Linked DNA regions of Zea mays: region 2 is linked to region 1. Evidence: chromatin contacts called from public Hi-C data. All regions are on one chromosome and are shown on one strand. The core of a region is the stretch at or near the end of the contact, and the rest is flanking DNA. Distances in the headings are between cores, read along the strand shown. Region 1 holds the start of LOC541819 (stomatin 1). Region 2 holds the start of LOC100383037.

Evidence for each region. Hi-C and Micro-C count contacts between places; a contact is called where the count stands out from the background.
Region 2: a contact with region 1 is called in a Hi-C map of leaf, with 5 times the contacts expected there. The contact joins the promoter of LOC100383037 here to the promoter of LOC541819 in region 1. A contact is called at or near these places in 2 of 25 Hi-C or Micro-C datasets (ear and leaf).

Annotation. Positions count from the first base shown.
Region 1 is chr10:79,027,405-79,030,409 of Zm-B73-REFERENCE-NAM-5.0, reverse strand. LOC541819 (stomatin 1) reads left to right here and starts at 1,580. Exons shown (of 9, transcript NM_001111500.1): 1 at 1,580-1,876; 2 at 1,965-2,211. The coding sequence starts at 1,740.
Region 2 is chr10:79,406,616-79,409,926 of Zm-B73-REFERENCE-NAM-5.0, reverse strand. LOC100383037 reads right to left here and starts at 1,509. Exons shown (of 7, transcript NM_001175714.1): 1 at 1,214-1,509; 2 at 1-276. The coding sequence starts at 1,373.

The sequences.
Region 1 (3,005 bases), core at 331-2,830:
GTCCATCAAGATTGTCGGACTACTCATCGACCGATCCGACATGGGAACATGGAGAGAAAATATATATGAGCACCAAGAGGACGATATACAAAGATATCATCAAGATAGGTACAACGGATATCGTCATACAGGGGAACAATGAAGGGTCGATGATTTATTGTAAATCGCCCAAGACAAATGAGGAGAAAGATACAGGAGCAACAACAAAGCAGTTAACCCGAAATACTCCATGCCCCGATGATGTTCATCGGGCCTAACACGGTCTTAAAAGCGCAAATTGCATTGCCTGAGAACAAAGGAGAGTAGAGAAGAAGAGGTAGAGAAAATATTTAATGATACACATCCGCAGTACCCCACCACCACAAAAAGAGGTGGAGACCGAAGGCCGTCGATGCAACTCAAGCGGCCACGAAGACAGAAGACGAAACAACAGCTATGCAACTCTCTGCAGATACGGCAGACCGTTCGACTCCAGCAGCCAAACCGTCCGAGCACAGAGCGAACCGTCCGACCCCTGAGTCCGGACCGTCCGCACCTCACCAGGAAACCTCTGACGGCGCACAACACCTGTGGACAAAGGTAACATTGAGGAGGAGGACCTACTGAGAGAGGATCTGGTCGACTGTGGAGCCTCGCCTGAGCACGCAAAAAATTAGGTAAGCAGGATGACGAGTTGATCAAGACTATCTTAGCGGCATCGAAGGCGACCGTCCGATCAAGGCCGTTACAAGATCACACATTCACACAACAATATCATCCTAATATTTAGCAATACACTTAAAGCAGATGTTGTCACATCGAGTAGATTTCAGCCTGCACCAGTGCTTTTGGTTCGCTCAGCTTCCCCAAAAAGCAGTGGGCATGTGTTGAGCACCATTTGTGGCAACTAGCCATGGCCGGACGGTCCGGCATTGAGGCCCGGACAGTCCGGCCTGCGGAGAGTCCGTCTATAGGCGTCGACGGTCCGCAATATGATTAGATCGGACAGTTAAACTTCTATCTCTTCACGTGTTTATCCCTCTAATCTCGCGGGAGTCGTTGGAGAATGTCTAGGAACGGGTCTAAACCCTCCTTATATATTTGAAGGGGTACGACCGATTGAAACACCAACAATCGATCAAACAATCAATATATCTTTCGTTCTTTACATTTTTTCCTAGGAGTCGACAGTAACATAGTTTTCTCTCTCTAATCTTCACATCTCTCCGACTCTACGTCGTTTAGAGGCATCTTGGCCCTTGGGTGGCCTACCAACCCAAAGACAAACCCTAGAATCTCTCCTCCTCGACGGGGACCCTCCCGGGAGCGAGATCCAGGTGTTGTTGCGAACTTCGTTGCCTCTGCGCACGAGCGAACCGTCCGGCTCGTCAGCATAAACCTTAGCCTTTGTGCCAGATCATGAACCGTTCGGTCGCAGACTGTTAGTGCTTCGCAGAGAGTACCGCCGTCGGTATAAATCACAGTGATGGACGTCCGGATCAACACCAACGCGATTGCCGTTTCTAAACTAGATCTAAACATGTTTTTTGGGTGCTACCCATTTTCTTGCTACAGAAGTCGCAACACATCTTGGAACACAAGTTGGTCCGGCCATTGTAATTGCTACGGGCACACAGCGAAACGCCCGGCCTTTGTTACTCAAAGTCGAGAAGCGCCGTCTTCCCCCTTTCCAACCTCAAGTCTACAGTCTACACCGAATCCATCCCCCATCGCCGCCGCCGCCGCCGCCGACGACGACGATGGCAAGCCTACTCCGGCGATCTGCCGTACCCGCGCGCCAGCTCCTCCTCCTCCCGCGCCATTTCGCCGCCGCCGGCTCCGCCCCCGCCTTGTCCCGCTCGTTCTCCCGCTTCAACCCCCGAGACGACAGCTCTATGTAAAACCCTACTCACTTCCCCCATTCTCTGTTCAACCTTCTGCAATGCAATTTAAGACTGACGCCTCTGGATGTGTGTTTTTCTCAGGTTCGATCCACCGGAGCCGCCGGTGAACTGGGGCGTGAGCATAGTTCCGGAGAAGAAGGCTTACGTTGTGGAGAGATTCGGGAAGTATCTCAAGACCCTCGGCTCCGGGTTCCACCTCCTGATCCCCGCCGTCGACCGTATTGCCTACGTGCACTCGCTCAAGGAAGAGACCATCCCTATCCCTCACCAGAACGCCATCACCAAGGACAACGTCACCATACAGATTGACAGCGTCATCTATGTCAAGGTAATACTGCCTCCCCTTGTTCGCCTGTGCCTGTGCGGTATGCACACAAATTGTTGAGGGTTCAGTTGTTGCCGGTAGATCAGGCCATCAGGGATGGGTGGATGTGACACTTCATACGGTAAAAGTTAGTGTCAACTGAATTGATCCAGCTTGTGATTTGCCTGGTGTAGTATAGGTGGCTCCTGTATTTAGTTAATTGAACTTTCAATTGAAGATGGTTGGAACACTGTGATGCATTAAGGATGGTTTCTATGCGAATTTCATGATTTCTTGTTTCCTGTTTTGGTTTGTGTAGTATATAAAATTGAATGACTTTGTGTTGTGAAGCCTAAACAGTGAAATTTCGGTGTCAAATCTTATTTTGCATGCATTAGTTGACACTGGGTCTCTCTTCAACACCTGACTTGTCTCTGCAACATACGATGATGCCATTTTATAAATCCCAAGACAAAAATATTTAGGTTATATGACCATTCGCAAAGCAAAGCTCAGGCCATTTCCAATGATGATTCAGTACCTCCTTGAATCTGGAATTCAGGATAAGGCACCCTGTTGTTGGTAGACATTGCCACTTTGCCTAGTATGAGTTGGGTAGTTATTATGGAGTTCATTGTAATGCCTGGGACAATGGATGCAGATTGATACTCTTGTGCACTCTTTTGTATGGGTTCAATGATATTGTATCCTTCTGGCTAAACTACATTGTATATTGTACCACCATTCGTCATCAAGATGCCTAGGCACATTCTCAATGACTGCAGCAAGTTCAAGATCCCACACAATTCCCATGCATG
Region 2 (3,311 bases), core at 260-2,759, 380 kb before region 1:
ACTCGAACTGAGGCTCGGTGGTGCGGTACTCGTGCATAATCCACCCTGTGCGCTCGCCCTTCGGGGCGCGTCCACGGTGGAAGACAAGGGTCTTCTTCTTGCCGATGGTAAACTGTTTGCTCTTGTCGCCCTTGGACTTGATGTTCCTGTCCGGGCCAGTAGCCTTCCAGTACCCGGCCACGGTGGCCCTGTTCGACCTGCTACCGTTGGGGTACTTGCGGTCCTTGGGCGCCAAGAAGAACCACTCAGGATCGTCGGACCGGATCAGAGACTTACCTGCATTGGCATAATCACATTCACATCTCATCGGTACCACCGGATCAGGAAAGCGGAATAATGTTTCCCGGGAGTTTTGGCTCGAGTCGACACGCGCGGAACGACAAAAATGAATCAGCACAAGGATTTTGTTCAGCTGCATCGCACCAAATCAAATCGCATCTTGGAAAGGGAGCGCGGTATTTTTTTAACTAAAATGATTTAGCGGAGTCCGAGAGAATCGCATCGAACCAGCACAGCAAGGCGAAACAAATCTCTCTCTCTAGTGCAAGTAATCGCGAGACAGAACAGAACAGAGGTAAGCAGCGGATTGTAGTCTGCTCGGCCTTTCAGCACACACGCGACAGGAAGGTTCACGTGGTAGGTGGCGACGGAAACACGGAGGAGAGAGAATCGCGATAGTGGGAAACGGATTGGCCGAAATGGTGAGATTCAGTCCATGTACCAACCAATTCAACTCAGTTTAAACTAATAGGAGGTGGGCAATTCATTTATATTATATTTTAACAATCCTCCTCACGTCGAGCCTCTTTTGGATCTTTAACGTGTAATATAGGAGCGAGCAACAATTATTTTGTTTAATTGTGCTAACCAGAATTCAAACTCGAGACCTCTGGTTCTAATACCATATTAAGTTACATGCACCAACTAATTCAATCCAAAAGCTTAAGCTGATAGGAGGTGGGCAATTCACTTATATTATATTCTAACACAGTTAACACAGTCAAGCGAGTGCAAACCGAATAAAAGACCCCGAAATCGGGCACCAACCGGAAGGCGAATCCTGATGAGAGAAAAAAAATGCAGCACTGAGTATCGCAAAGAAGTAGTTGGAAATCCCGTGTACGACCACATAGCACAAAAGAAAAAGCGAGGAACGGATAAAAAAACGAGAGCAGAGACGGCGGGCGATGAGGCAGCAGAGGCGAGTAAGTACCTGGGAGGTCCCACGGCTCGCACTTGCAGATGTCGATCTCGGGGATGACCTCGGCCTCGGAGTTGATCTGGCCGGTGATCTTGCCCTTGAGGTAGTGGCTGACGAGCTCCTCGTCGGTGGGGTGGAAGCGGAAGCCGACCGGCAGCGCCCAGAGCGCCATCGCAGCCGCTTTAGCAGCGAAGGAAGCGCGGCGGGGCAGGGAGAGGGGAGTGCGGAATGGGGGGTTGGGGATTGGTGGCGTGGGGGGCGTCCGAGGAGTAAGGGCGCAGGACAGGACGGCAGGCGGAGGAGTGTAGGAGACGTGGTGCGGAAGAAACTACTGTGTCGATGAATTCCCTCTCATATAGCCGCCCCACGGCCGCTGCCGCGTAGGCGCAGCGTAAACGGATGGTCCCCAGTCCCCAGTCCAAGCGCCGTATTACGACTCTGCCACTGCCGCTGGAACCACTCAGAACGCAGTTCGCAGACCGCATTGCATTGCATTGCATTTGCACTAGTGGATAGCACGCGCTCTGCGCGTGATATAAATTTTGATTCTAGGATAGTTTTACATTGAGAAAGGATATAAACGAACTTAAATTCTAACAATCTATACGTTGGGCATCAATTTGAGTCGGCGGAAGATTCGGCCCTAAGGTCGGACGGTCCACGGTCCGAACGGTCCGCGCCTGTGGACCGAAGGGTCCGCGCATGCGCAGAACAGATTAGGGTTCCGAGTTTTTCGCTGTGTTTGTTGGCGAGAATCACGGAATTTACTCGGAGTTTTGTTGGTAACGGTTCCAGCCCCCCTCCTCTATAAAAGCAGAGGATTACGGCCGATTAGAGGCAATCAATCGAACCCACAATCAATACAATTTACATTTATTCTTAGGAGTAGTTCTAGTCTAGTTCTAGTTTAGCCTTTCAATCCCTAAATTCTCCGTCTCTCCTCGACTCTACGTCGATTAGAGGAGTCTAGGTCGGTCTACCCGAGCCTAGACACCACCTAGGATCTCTCCTCCCCGACGGGGTCCCTTCTGGGAGCGAGATCCAAGCGCCGCTGGCGATTCTCCGCCGCCCCTGTGCACGTGCGGACCGTCCGGCCTTAGGGCGCGGACCGTCCTGCCGTTAGGCAGGGAACCCTAGCCTCTGCGCTAGGTCACGGACCATTCGGCCCTGTGCCGCGGACCGTCCGCGCCTGACCAGAGAGCACCGCCACGATTCTTGTTGAGTGTTTGGCACTCCAAAAATGCGTCAACATACTTTTTGGCGACTCCGCTGGGGACAACAAATATAGACTCATCAAATCGGTCCTCAATGGCCGGTTCAAGAGATAACTCTGATATTTCCCCAAGCAACATCATAGAGCCGACTTGGGAGACCTTGCCGGCTGACGAACAGCTCTAGTTCGAGGAGCACAAGGAGCAGATGATCCAAGAGGCGAAAGCAAAGTTCTTGGCCAACTTCAAACTGGACAGGAACAACAAGGTCGTCCGACATCGGGCGACGGATCCGGCTTCGCTCCGACCCACACCAGATATCCCTAATGTAAGTAATACAAACGAGCTACAATCTTTCAGAAATTATGTAGATGAACAGCGTGAACAAGTGCAAAATATCATAGGGGGTATGCAAAACGATTATAGGAAACTAGTACGTGCATTTGATAAATCTAATATCGCAAATTTTCCTTCGCACGAGGTTGAATTAGGGGGTAACACACGTAATACATCGGCTATAGGTTGTCGCGACCAGTCACAACCCCTTTATGGGATGCCGATGGACACATACCCTGAGCAACCGCAAATCGGCAGCAAATCAGCCGATCTGCACATGCTCGGACCGTCCGCACATGAGCGCGGACCGTCCGGGCCAGCCCCAGTCGGGCCCATTTTTAATGAGTTACCAACACATGTACCCGAGCCACATCGTTTAGCACAAAATTCAAACTACCCAGTCGGACCGTTCGCATACCACGACGGACGGTCCGCATATAATCATGGACGGTCCGGGCCAACGTCTGGACAGTCCGCGCATGACCTTTTTGAGGAGGATTGTTATCCGAATCCTCACCCGTCCCAGCAACACTTCCCATCACACTATGCGATGCATCAGCCTA